Linked DNA regions of Sus scrofa: regions 1 and 2 are each linked to region 3. The links are chromatin contacts, called in public Hi-C maps. All regions are on one chromosome and are shown on one strand. The core of a region is the stretch at or near the end of the contact, and the rest is flanking DNA. Distances in the headings are between cores, read along the strand shown.

Evidence for each region. Hi-C and Micro-C count contacts between places; a contact is called where the count stands out from the background.
Region 1: a contact with region 3 is called in a Hi-C map of skeletal muscle, with 7 times the contacts expected there. The contact joins the enhancer-like site here to the promoter of ZNF532 in region 3. A contact is called at or near these places in 7 of 47 Hi-C or Micro-C datasets (brain, embryonic fibroblasts, epiblast stem cells and 3 more) and 1 of 2 datasets of contacts at active chromatin or transcription factors (skeletal muscle).
Region 2: a Hi-C map of heart right ventricle shows a contact between it and region 3, with 1.7 times the contacts expected there. The contact joins the enhancer-like site here to the promoter of ZNF532 in region 3. A contact is called at or near these places in 1 of 5 promoter capture datasets (fetal skeletal muscle), 4 of 47 Hi-C or Micro-C datasets (embryonic fibroblasts, heart right ventricle, psoas muscle and 1 more) and 1 of 2 datasets of contacts at active chromatin or transcription factors (skeletal muscle).

The regions. Positions count from the first base shown.
Region 1 is chr1:162,054,919-162,059,069 of Sscrofa11.1, reverse strand. No RefSeq gene overlaps it. Among named protein-coding and RNA genes, the nearest start is that of ZNF532, 71 kb to the right of the region's middle. Within about 2 kb of position 1,754, at least 53 of the 83 cell types and tissues checked have an H3K27ac peak or open chromatin away from gene starts, as enhancers often do. A contact at or near this core is called in brain, embryonic fibroblasts, epiblast stem cells and 1 more, where this site is marked.
Region 2 is chr1:161,870,993-161,875,605 of Sscrofa11.1, reverse strand. No RefSeq gene overlaps it. Among named protein-coding and RNA genes, the nearest start is that of SEC11C, 100 kb to the right of the region's middle. Within about 2 kb of position 1,640, at least 12 of the 83 cell types and tissues checked have an H3K27ac peak or open chromatin away from gene starts, as enhancers often do. A contact at or near this core is called in skeletal muscle, where this site is marked.
Region 3 is chr1:161,983,572-161,988,298 of Sscrofa11.1, reverse strand. It overlaps ZNF532 (a long non-coding RNA gene), which reads left to right and starts at 2,271. Exons shown (of 12, transcript XR_002346189.1): 1 at 2,271-3,353.

The DNA.
Region 1 (4,151 bases), core at 505-3,004, 71 kb before region 3:
CAAGCACTATGTTCCACATTCAACACACATGAATCATCTCAACTCTCACAACAACCCTACCTGCAAAGTCGAAAGTGAAGCCAGAGGAAGTTAAGCGCTTTGTGGACTATTGACAAGTCTGAGGACAGCTGTGCTGAGTGAGAGTCACGAGAAAGATGCTAGTTGGGGTCCCACTCCTTCCAGTGAGAAATGAATGGGATCTTTTTATTTGGAGGTGGAGGGCATAGATCCGCTTAGGGATTAGATGCAGGCTTACGTGCTCTGTGCTACTGGACCCTGGGTTCTTCTGTGTTGATGATGTGCCAACAATAAAAAGTCACCTCACTCATGAATGGGTGACTGAGTCTCTTCAATGTGACACATAATATCATGACATCTTCCAGATTGAAACAATGGTGTTGTAGGAATTACTAAAAACAGCAAGACGGGAGTTCCTGTTGTGACTCAGAGGTAACAAACCTGACTAGTATTCCTGACGATGTAGGTTCGATCCCTGGCCTCGCCCAGTGGGCTAAGGATCAGGTGTTGCTGTGAGCTGGGCGTAGGTTGCAGAAGCAGCTGGGATCCCACGTTGCTGTGGCTGTGGTATAGGCTGGCAGCTGTAGCTCAGATTCAACCCCTAGCCTGGGATCTTCCGTGTGCTGCAGATGCAGCCATAAAAAGATTAAATAAATAAACAGCAAGACATTTATTTTATTTCTAAGGGACTTAAATCATGTTTGTAAAATACACTAGCACCTTACACGTTATATGTCGTTGGAAAGAGCGGTCACTTTTAGGGTGGCTATGTTTTTGGATCCAAAACTCACATCTTTAAGTACCAAGACATCTAAAAATTACTAGTGACAGAACCTCTCTAAAGCGTATGGCACATCTAGTTCATAGAGTTTGCTGACGTGTTTAGGCTTGGATGGTTTTATTGATCTACCTTAAGGCCATCAGGACTTGTATTATCCTGACGGAAAACTAAGACTAGGAAGAGGATGGAAGGTTTTCCTTTGTTTTTGCAATGTGTGTGTGTAGGAAATAAAAGCTAAGTGGGAAGAAGGAACATGAGGAGGTGGACATGGAGCAGGAGAGATGAAGGAGGCGGGGGAGGGAGGACCACAGCAAAATGTAGGGAGAAGATGGAGCAGAAGTTGAGAATCCCTGCAGTAGAGGGGACCTCAGTGGGAGAAGCCATCAAGGAGCTCCGAAAATAGAAATGCTAAGGAGAATACTTAGTCGTTTGGACAGGCTGGCCAGAAAATGCCAAGTGTGAATTCCCAAGGCTGAGGGCCAGGACCAGCCGCCAAGCAGGGCCTTCGGGGAGAGGCTCCTCTTTATCAAAGGGAAAGACTGCCCTCCCTCGACCTCTTTCTCACACCTCCTCCCCTGCTGCAGCAAGTCCAGGCTGCACCCCCACTTTCAGCACGTAAGCAGCCAACTTTGTGTTGCCCACTGGCCCCTCGGTGGGCTTCTCCACCCAGGGTGGGTCTGAGGAGCCTAATGACTCCCCCAGACTTTGAAATAAGGGCCCTTGGGTGCCTACAGCTCCCACCACCTCTGAAAAAGAAAGGCCACTCCTCCCCTGCACCGGGCCCAGCTGGGGCCTCTGCACAAAGGAGCCGAGCCAGGCCCTGTTGCTGAGGGAACCGGCAGCCAGCCCAGCCCCCTTCCCACAGAAACAGCCAGAGGAGAAGAGCAAAGGATTAAATTGCCCTAATCTCCAGGCTTCAGAGGAGGCCGGGAGCCTGGCCAGCATGAGATGGCAGCTCCCCATTGGCCCAGAGGAAGCAGGAGGCCACACACAGCCTGGTGCTCCGGCTCCCTTCTGCCCCACCTCCACTGCCCTCTCTGCCACCACAAAGCCCCCAGAGCGGGACCACCAGTTCTGCCTCCCAGACCCAGGATGGGAGGGCCAAAGGCTGCCCTGATGGACTCTTCTGATCCCTCAGGCACTTGGATGGAGGAGGAACTGGCTGCCCCAGTGAAAGACTCGATTTTGTTTGCTTCTGACTCATTGTCTGGTGGAGGTAAATCAAATTGCCTTCTACCTGCCGTCAGGGTGAAGCCAATATACACAAAAAGTGTGCCTCTGCTACAGCAACCACCCCCTTCATTCTCCCCGGCTCCGCTGGCAGGGCTGCAGCTTTGCTGGGAGGAACTCCGGAAAGGTGTTCTTTAAGTGCCTAGGTGACTTCAGTGATTCTCTGGGCTGAGAACCACTGGGACTATGTTGGAGATGAGCCAGCAGGAGACTCAGAACACAGTTTTTTTGACTTGACACAGTGTTCTTTCTGCCATATTCCTTTTTCTGCTTAAAAACAATTTTTTTGAAAGTAATACACATACACTTAGGAAATTTATAAAACATAGAAAGGGATAAAGAAGAATATTAGATCACCCATAAACCCTCATCCCCCAGAGTTACACACTGCTAATATTTTGGGTTATCTTTTTATCTATTTTTACATATTTCATTTATGAAAAGGTCATACAGAATTTTATGCCTTTTTATCCTTTGTAACCTGAAAGGTGGCTTCTTATACACAGCTGGACAAACTGAGTTGGCAATTCTTTTAGCAGGCTGTTTGGCAATGAGTACCAAGAATTCTTTTTTTTTTTTTTTTTTTTTTTTTTGGTCTTTTTAGGGCTGCACCCTCAGCATTTGGAGGATCCCAGGCTAGGAGTCCAGTCGGAGCTGTAGCTGCTGGCCCTACACCACAGCCACAGCAATGCCAGATCTGAGCCATGTCTGCAACCTACACCACAACTCAAGGCAACAAAGGATCCTTAACCCACTCAGCAAGGCCAGAGATTGAACCTGAGTCCTCATGGATACTAGTCAGAGTTGTTTCTGTTGAGCCACAAACAGGAACTCCCCCCAAAATATTTTTAAATGACTGCCTTTTAGCCCGCTATTCCATTTCTAGTAATCTGTCTTCAGAAAAAAATCAGACGCATGCAAAAATTTATTTACAGAGAACTTCATTCTAGTGTTAAAATAGCCAAAATTATCAACTTCATAAATAATGTACAAAATTACAGGGAGCGTTAAATAAATTGTGGTTACTCATGAGGTGGTATGTTTTGTGGTCATTAAAAATCATGTTGTGGGGAGTTCCCTGGTGGTCTAGTGTTTAAGATTTGGTGCTTTCACCACTGCGGCCTGGGTTCAATCCCTGGTCTGCAAACTGAGATCCCACATAAAGCTGCTACATGTTGTGGCCAACAAATTAATAAGAAAAATAAAAATCACGTTTTCAAAGAATGTGTGCTAGAGATGATAATCTTTCTTTCCCACATTCCCTCTACACACTGAGACATTGGTTTTCGAGGGCATCTTACAGGAAGATCCCTTCTCTGATTTTACTGTAATCCCTTTGGATCCTGCAGGAATACTGATCTTTCTTTCCAGATCACTCCTAACTTTTATTCTCCATACCCAACATTTTGGCAGTTCATTCTTTTTATATGTACTATTTTACTTGCGATCTGGTGTATGTGTGTATGAATGGGTATTGATGTATTGATGTATGATGTACGATTTTGTGTGTATGTGTGTACTATGAGAGAACTCAGGATTATAAACTGTTTGAGGGGAGGGCCATGATTTCCACATCTTCATTCTTTGTCAGCTCTTTGGTTTCAGCAAATCTGATATTCATTTTCCTCAATTCTGTTCCAATTCTACTAACAACGTTTTGAGTGCATAAGCTATACTTCCCTCCTTCCTGTCTTACCAACTTCTTCAGTGGTATCACCTAAACCATCCTCCTTTGGAACACTCACATTCAAATCTTTGGCACCACTGGTCACTGGATCCTAACACGGGTTTGCAGTTCAAGTCTTGGCACGTGTCTTTCCATGCCACCTCTCCACTCTCAGCAGCATCCCCATCCCTGCCCTCCTGAACAGCACTGTCCCTCTGCTGGACCATCTGCTTACAGCCTCTTGTCCCTTCAAAATTTCCAATGTCAACCACTCATGTAAGTTATTTTTGTCCCATCCCCTCTACACGAAAGCCTTTGATGACTATGTTTAAAGGATCATAATTCAATGGAGTGCTAACTTTTTATCTTGGCACATAGGTCCTTCCTAAATTCAAGCCCATCCCACCCATCTTGCTGTTTTATATCACACAACTTTCTAGTTAGTACTCCTGCCAA
Region 2 (4,613 bases), core at 391-2,890, 110 kb after region 3:
TATAGCATAGACCACTGCTCCCACCCAAACACATTTTCTGCAAATTCCTGACTCCTAATCCAGTATATATTCCAAAGAACAACTGTTCCACCCCAAAGCTCCTATGGATGCTTCTCCTCAGGGTCAGTGAGTAAATGAGTTCCAACCCAGAATCCTTTTTTTTTTTTTGCTTTTTAGGGCCCTACCCACAGCATATGGAAGTTCCCAGGCTAGGCGTCAAATTGAAGCTACAGCTGCCATCCACAGCTGTAGCCACAGCAATGCAGGATCCAACAAGCCATGTCTGCAACCTACACCACAGCTCATAGCAGCGCCAGATCCTTAACCCACTGAGCAAGGCCAGGGATCAAACCCACATCCTCATGGATCCTAGTCAGATTTGTTAACTGCTGAGCCATGAAGAGAACTCCCAACCCAGAATCTTTGACCAATGGAAATTTCCTGGTGAAAACTTTTGCCAAGGTTAATATATTATTTCACAATATATTCATCATGCTGTGAGCACTGCTATTTAATGTTTTTAATGCCTATCTGGAAGGGGAGAAAGAAATATATATTTAAAGAATTTCATAAAATAAAATATGACTTAAAGGAACCATTCATCTAAACCAAAGAATGGTCTGAAAATTAAAAGTGGTATGCCGGAGGCTATTCATGCCATTTAATCTCTCACACACACACTGCAAATCAGATGCTGTGAGGATCCCAGATGGTAGCTCCTACTTTCAAGCATACATCTTCTAGGTAAGAAACCTAGAGTTAGTTACCTACAAAACCTGGCTTCTACTTGTGCACAATTTAGTCTTTGCTTAAATGGATCCTTGAATCTTCCTGTTTGAGTTTCTTTTTGCAGTGAGGAACCTCACATCCCTACAGAGTTCATCATAAACCTTTGGGATATGACAATGTGAACTTATGTCTCTGCAAAGAGCCTCTCTTCCCTGCTGCTAGAAACTTCTGGACTAAACAGTTGTAGTTCTGTTTTCACCATTGCTCCCAAACCACTGATTCTCAACAGCCCAGTCTCTGTGTACATGGTTTGGGTGTAAGGCTGAATTTGATACATGGCTCCTACTGGTCTTCCCTATAAAACAGTGCAATCTTGGAGTTCATCGTGGTGCAGCGGAAACGAATCCTGACTAGTAACCGTGAGGCTGCGGGTTCCATCCCTAGCCTCACTCAGTGGGTTAAAAAATACAGTGTTGCTGCAAGCTGTAGCTCGGATTGGACCCCTAGCCTGGGAACCTCCACATGCCATGGATGTGGCCCTAAAACAAAACAAAACAAAACATTAAGGAAGAGGCTATGAACCCAGCTGTGGGCTGGAACAAAAGATGTTGAGGGTCGAAGGGACTTAGCAAGGGCAGGGAGCCCAGCAGAGGTGGGCTGGAGATGTGGGGCTGGAGTTGGGAAGCAGGGACCTCTGGGGAGAGCTGGGAGCCAGAGCCACATAGAAACAAAGAGGGTGGGAGGGAAATTACAGGGAAGTTGCTGCTTAACACGCAATGATTTCCTGCCTGCACCTCCCACTGGCCAAAACCAAATAAGAGCTAGACAACAAGGAAACCCAGTCCTAGTCTGTAATGTCTGTGTGCGGGCACAGAGCAGGACAGGGCCCTTGACAGATCAGGGCTGGGGGATGGGAGACATTATCACCATCACAGACACCCAGCATGTGCTTTCAGAAGCCCAGGCTCCACACCTGTTTTATTGTCCATGCGCATTTTATCCCCCATAGGTAAATTGTCCACTGAAACAGGATACTCTGACAGCCACATTTACTTTTTCGTTCTAATTTCCTCACCGGGTTTATGCTGGAATTACACCCTTGCCCTAGTAGTTATTTTTACTTAAGGAAACAGAATAGCATTTCCCAGAAGACATTCTTTACTAGTTTCCAAATTAAACTTATGAGGTTAGTTTTGACTCATAAAGCAACCCTGTTTATAATGTTGCTCAGTATTTAAAGGCACTGATTATTTCATTTGCTTTGCTGTTTTATTGTAAGCTGCTCTCCTTGAGCCTTTCTTTTAATTGTAAACTACACTACCACCGCAAGTCTCTTTCTAAGCACAGTCCTTTGCAAGATGATATTTTTATCTAGCGGAGCTCTGTAATTACAGTCCACCCTATCACACCTCCAACTCAGTTCCAGTGGTTTAGCCCAAGAGTAATTGCCGGTCAAGTTTAATTGGATTGGTTATTTCTGGAGAATAAACATCTCTTTTTTGGAAAAGATCAGGGAAGCCATAGATCTGCTGATTGGAGAGGACGGTAAGAGGTTGACAGGAATCAGGAGAAAGCAGAGTTGCATGTGTCAAAGGGAACGACTCTATCTTGGAAAGCGTAGACTTATTTTTAAGGGTGACAGATGTTTATGCTGATTTTTGTCAGTTCAGCATCTGACCCTCTTTTAGATCTGGGGGATCTGCCATTGTATGAATCTCAGAGAGAGAGAACTTGCCTCCTATTTGGAAACCCGAAGTTTGCTCTCTCTGACCCTCAGCAGCCTAACCTCGGGCATAGGGCATAGCCACCTTCTTGGAGGGATTTCCAGGTTATGTCGATGTGCCCAAGCCCACTTTCAGCACACACCTGCTTCACCACTCTCCATTTCTTCACCCTGCAGGATTTTCCTTCCCAGCACTTATCCCTCCTGACACTCTATGCTTATTTGTTAACTCTCTGCCACCTTCTGGATAAAACATTCCAAGCTGTTCCATGAACTCTGCCCACTTTCTTTTTCTTTTTCTTTTTTTGCTTTTTTTTTAATACCTTACCTGCAGCATATGGAGGTTCCCGGGCTAGGCGTTGAATTGAAGATACAGCTGCCGGCCTACATCACAGCCACAGCAACGCGGGATCCAAGCCACATCTGCAACCTACATCACAGCTCACGGCAATGCTGGATCCTTAACCCACTGAGCAAGGCCAGGGATCGAACTCACATCCTCATGGATCCTAGTTGGATTCGTTAACCAGTGAACCACGACGGGAACTCCTCAGCCTGCTTTCTGATCTGCTTTCATCATTTTCGCTCATCGATAGAGGGGTTTTTCATTTTGCAGCCGAAGAGCAGAAGATATCAGTTACATTCTCTGGTCAGGTTAATCCTTATTCTTGTCAACAAAGACAAACCTTTGTTTTCTCAAGTCCATTGTCAAATGATGAGAGGCCGAATGCTCTTTCCTTTTATGCAGAACTAGTTACTTGAATAAAATGACTGTGGCATTAATAACAGCATTAGCTAGTGATGGCTGCTGCCCCAGGAAATGATAAAGGCTTGCCTTCAGGAAAGGAAGGCATTATTTATTTTCATATCCTCTTTTTATGCACCACAGTGTCATGCATAAAACAGGTGCTTAAGGAGTTCCCGTCGTGGCTCAGTGGTTAAAGAATCCAACTAGGAACCATGAGGTTGTGGGTTCAATCCTTGGCCTTGCTCAGTGGGCTAAGGATCTGGCGTTACCGTGAGCTGTGGTGTAGGTTGCAGACGCGGCTCAGATCCCACGTTGCTGTGGCTGTGGTGTAGGCCGGCAGCTGTATTTCCAATTCATCCCCTAGCCTGGGAACCTCCATATGCCACAGGAGCGGCCCAAGGAATGCCAAAAAGACCAAAACAAAACAAACAAACAAACAAAAACCCAGGTGCTTAAAATGTCTTTATAAAACAGCTGAGTCTCCATGAACTAAGATTAGCCATAATTTTATTCTTTAAGAGTTGGGATAAACAGGGAGTTCCTATTGTGGCTCAATGGTAATGAATCTGACTAGTACCCAAGAGGACTTGGGTTTAAACCCTGGCCTCAATTGGTGGGTTAAGTATCGGGCATTGCCGTGAGTTACGGTTTAGGTCGAAGATGTGTCTTGGATCCTGTGTTGCTGTTGCTGTGGCTGTGGCTGGCAGCTGCCACTCTGATTCAAACCCTAGCCTGGGAACTTCCATATGCTGTGGGTGTGGCCCTAAAAAGCAACCCCCTCCCCCACAAAAAAAGAGTTGGGACAAACATTACAAGGATCTTAAAAGGTAGGATTCTTTTTTTTTCTTTTTATTTAGGTGGAATCTAAAAAATCATTTTGGTGGTTTTTATTACTAATGATAAAAATGTGGTTGTGAGTTCTGCTCATTATATTTTCCCCCTTATTGACAAAAGGATTCTGAAAGCAATTTCATATTTTCTGTGATGTCTGTTGTTACTTCTCCTTTTTCATTTCTAATTTTATTGATTTGAGTCCTCTTTCTTTTTTGCTTGATAAGTCTGCCTGGGGTTTATCAATTTTGTCGATCTTTTCAAAGAACTACCTTTTGGTTTCATTGATCTTTTCTATGGTTTTCTTTGTTTCTATTTCATTGATTTCTGCTCTGATCTTTATGATTTCTTTCCTTTTACTAACTTTAGGTCTTGTCTGTTCTCTCTTGAGCTGCTTTAGATATAAAGTTAGCTTGTTGATTTGAGCTTTTTCTTGTTTCCTGAGGTGGGCTTGTATTGCTATAAACTTTCCTCTTAGAACGGCTTTTGCTGCATCCCATATGTTTTGGAGGGTTGTCTCTTCGTTGTCATTTGCTGCTAGGTATTTTTTAATTTCCTCTTTGATTTCTTCAGTGATCCATT
Region 3 (4,727 bases), core at 1,022-3,521:
AGCCGCGTCTGCAACCTACACCACAGCTCACGGCAATGCCGGATCGTTAACCCACTGAGCAAGGGCAGGGATCGAACCCGCAACCTCATGGTTCCTAGTCGGATTCGTTAACCACTGCGCCACGACGGGAACTCCTGTTTTTTCTTTTTAGGGCTGTACCCTTGGCATATGGAAGTTCCCAGGCTAGGGATCTATTTGGAGCAACAGCTGCTGGCCTACACCAGAGCCACAGCAATGCCAGATCCGAGCTGCATCTGTAACCTACACCACAGCTCATGGCAATGCCGGATCCTTAACCCACTGATCGAGGCCAGGGATCCAAACCACATCCTCACTGAGATGATGTCAGGTTTTAACCTGCTCAGGCACAGCGGGAACTCCCAGTTTATCTTTTAATAGGACACATCTCCCACCCCCTTCAGGACTCTGGTGAAAGCCTTGGTAGGCACTTCTGAGGTTTGAGAAAGGGGAAGTGGCTTTGCTCAAAAAATCAGTTTATGAAGTCACTAGCAAATAATAAGGGGAATCCTTTCCTAGACCTCTCCTCAGTCTATTTCTGGCAGGTTAATTATAATACAAATCCGGTTATAATTTCTTTCAAGGGCATATGTTAAGAAAATACAAAAAAAAAAAATCTGATTCTGTCGATATTGTATTGAAAATAAAAGACGGATTTTCTTCCCTTTTCTTTCCTAGCCACTTAGCTATAGATTTTTAAATTTTAACACTAGTGTCAAATAGTGTAATAATTTCTTTACAAAAAGACAACAAATTTAACATATGAAACTCTACAAATGCCTAGGCCTAGCTTAGTTTTGAGCTAAAAACTGTGTAACTCAGGTCCAGGGCTGTCCGTTTAAGGAGTGGTTTGTCAGATCTTTTGATGGTGAGATGAAGAAAAGGCTTTTCTTTCTTTCCTTTTCTTCTTTCCCTCAAGGAACACACCTTTTGTATGCTCTGCCTAACAAAGGAATTTCCCAATTTCATAGTGGAATTTGGAGGGAAAGTATGATTGTGTAGACTGATATCTTTATGTGCCTTCCTGTAAAGGCAGCTTCAAACCGCAAAATGTTTAAAAAAAAAAAAGTGAGATTTTGCAATATACTGATTGGAGGAAAAACTAAGACATTAAGAGTTAGCAATAAAAACAGCAACAACAAAATCCCAAAGGATTTGGAATTCCTTTAGTTTCTATTTGGCAGAAGAATAGTATGATTTCTTTGTTCTGCTCTTTCTTATCTACAGCAGTCAAATAATAGTTTTATTTCATTCTTTACTTCCATTGTTGCCTGAAGCAGAGTGGTGCCCAAGATAGCCTTACATAGGCACAATAGTAGAATGAACCTTTGTATTAATTTTCCAGAAGAGGGGTAGTGTTATTTTTTTTTTAAACTTCCACTAAAAACAGTTTTTTTTCTGCTGTGAAATTCAATGATTTCATAGACTAAAGATGGGTGCTCTGCTTTTCACTATTAGTCTACCTGGAAGGGATTTCTCTGAAATCCTCTTTCTAAAAATGGAACTGAGATAATTTGCAAGAAATTATTATGCTTTTTTTAAAAAGCAGATGCAATGTTGTCTGTTGCCGTTGTGCAAATGATGAATTGTGCTTTCAAACTAATTTCCTCCACCCGAGGCTTGACCAAAACACTGGGCTTTGCAAAACGCTCTGCTCAAAAAGTATTTGACATGATGAAGCCATGTGAGGCGGTTCTACAACCGAAGGCTCTTTACGATAAGCAATCTAGGCTTTAGTTTTGGTGGTACAATTCTTGAAAACATTCAAACACTTTATGCTGTGCTTTCAACTCTCAGAAGGGTATTGGGGGAGGGGCAAGAGAGATTTTAAATAAAGATTTTTAAATCTAGGAAAGCTAGGATTTACCTTGGTCTGGACATTATGAAATTCCATACATTGTAATATGTGTAGCGTGTTGAGATTTCAGATAAGCAGGGCCTTGTACACTTTCCAATGCACGTAATGTTTTTACATGCATATTAATAAAGGCCCACCTTTGGGAGAAGAAAAAAGGCCTCCTTTCAAATGAAATCAAGCCGAGGTAAAGTTGAAACTCAACTCACAGAATCCTGGCACTGTTTTCAGTATAAAAGAGGAGTTTCAATTTTACCATCCTGTAACATTGATAAATATGATAAGGTGGCTGGCAAAATTTGCAGATTACACATACGTAGGTCCTCCTAAACACGTGCAAATATGTCTCCCAATTTATGTGCAACTTAAAACAATTTGCCGTGTGAAATTAAAGACCAACAACTCTTCTGTGAGACAATCATTTGGTTCATTTACATGAAAAGTCTTAAATAGCAAAAATGTTGCTTCCAATTTACATCATACAGTGTCCCCACAACAGAGAACAATGGCTTCCTCAATGGAAGTTAATGCAAAGGAGAGGCACACTGATATTAAAAAACAACAACAAAAAAACTTTTCAGCACACTTTGCAAATATTAACCAATTAATCTAATTTAAAGTAAAACCCGGAAATGCTTCCTGGGCTGGGAGTCTTCACGGGTCTCCTCAGGTAATATCAGTATCTTCAGAGTCCAATCAAACAGGAATGAGCCTCTTGAAGAGGTTATGGTGACACTGTTTTCAGATCCTTCCATTTTGTCCTATTTCCAGGGTAAGCACAATTAGCTTGATGGGGGGGTTGTTCTCGCGTTTTAAAAAACATTGCAAATGAGTGCACGTCTGTGAACCATGTAGGAACCATGACCCAGCACTGGATAAACAGCATACCTGATCTGGTGGTAATATACCGTCTCCCTCTCGGACGTGTTAATGATTATACACCTTTGTGGTCTTTAAGGGGCTTAGGTATGTATCTTTTTTTGTGTTCTGGAGGCTGTGACCACCTGCTGTATGTACAATATGCTGGTTACATTTGTACACATCTCCTTTCTTGAATTTAAAGACCTAGCTATTACATCTTGTTTACTCAGTATCATTCCCCCATTAAAAAAAAAAAAAAAACCTACATGAACTGAACATGCCATGTTTCAATCTGGCCCCAGTGGCTTTTTCTCTGAAAGCAAAACGTGTGTCTTTTACACCAGGGCTTTCTCCCCACCCCAGGGGGTGTCTTCCATTCTTTTGTGGCTCAGTTTAAGGCGAAAAGGGCTCCAAACCACTAACTACCCAGAAGAGAGCCCCTTCTTCCACCTCCAGGGAGAATTTCAGATTTAATGCATCTGAAGATAGCGTGCTCTCTTCTGACTTATTTGCCACCATAACGAGGATAACAAAACACCACCTTGACTTCAAGATCCTGGGTAGAGGCTCACGGTCTTTTGCAACCATCTTTGGCGAGGCCTTGCTTCCTTCCACTCGAGTAAGTTGCGGCTTGGGGCCATGGAAAGGACTGGGTGACAGCCTGTAATGTCGTTGGAAAGAACAGCAGCCCTCCCTGCAGCCCCTCACCACCACCAGCCCGCTCTCCGGGCGAAGCCGCGACGCAGCGGCCCCAGATGGGCGAGACTTGGCAGGTCCGCGGGGCTCGGCTCCCCTCCACCGAGTCGGCACCGACCGGGCGTCCGCGCCCGCTGGCTGCGGGGCTTCGCGCTCTCGCCTCCTTCTCCCCGATCCTCCCTTCCCCCACCGGCCGCCCCCTCCCCCTCTCCCGCGCTCCCTTTTGTTCGCTCGCCGCTCGGGCCGAGCCGCCGCCGCCGCCCGGGCCCGCACCCCCATCGTAGGCCCCGGCGTGGCGGGCCGCCGCCGCCGCCGCCGCCGCCGCGCGGCCTAGAGCGCGGCGCCCGGGGAGGCGCGGGGCCCGGGCCGGGCGCACGGCGAGGCCGCGGCGGCGGCGGCGGCGGCAGCGGCGGCTGGGCGGCTGGGGCAGCGGCGGCGGCGGCGGCGGCACCCGCGGCACCGGCGGCGGCACCGGCGGCGAGGCCGCTCCACCGCTCACGCACACCCCGACCCCGGCCGCGGGAATGCAGATGACACGCCCGTAACATGGAAGCCGCCGCTGCCGCCGCCGCCGCTACGACGACAGCAGCAGCAGCTACAGCAGCAGCAGCCGCCGGCGGCGCCGCGCTGAACAAAGGTCATCCGAGCTGCGGCCCAGACGCCCGGGCTTGACCGCTGCGAAGGCCAACCCCGGGCAGGGGGTGGGTGTGCGCCCGGGGCGCGGGGGGCGGCGAGGGGGCGGCCGGGCCGAGCGAGGGGCGCAGGGTAAGGGGCGCGGGTGGGCTCCGGGGAGAGGCGGGCGCCCCGGCCCCTCGTGCCCGGCCCTACGGTCGGGGCCGGTGCGTGAGGCTCAGGCCCCTGGGCCTGAGCGCCGTGGTCTGTCCCACCCTGGCCTTGGGGACAGCCGGCCTTCGCGCCCCGCCGGCCTCCTTGGGGGGGGCCGAGGACCAGCTGGTTTTGCTAGGCCCCGCAGGTTCCGAGAGGGGGGCCACGTGAGCGCCGCGGCTCGCCTCCTCCCCTCCAGCGCTGGCGGTGCACAGCGGATTTTTTAAAAGGCCTCTGTGCCCCTCTGTCCCACTGGCCCTGAATCTGCCCCCCCACCCCCACCCCAGACAGCCCTAGTTTTCTTGCCCGAGGTGAAGGGATTTGGACTACTCCCCCCAGGTGCTTGAAAGAAGAGAAGGTCGGAGGAGGAGGAGGAGACTGGGGGGGCTGCTGGTGGTGGTGGTGGTGACAGGGCTGGGAGAGAGAGGAGAGGGACGGGAGGAGGGGGCTGGGTGGGGTGGGGGTGACAGGC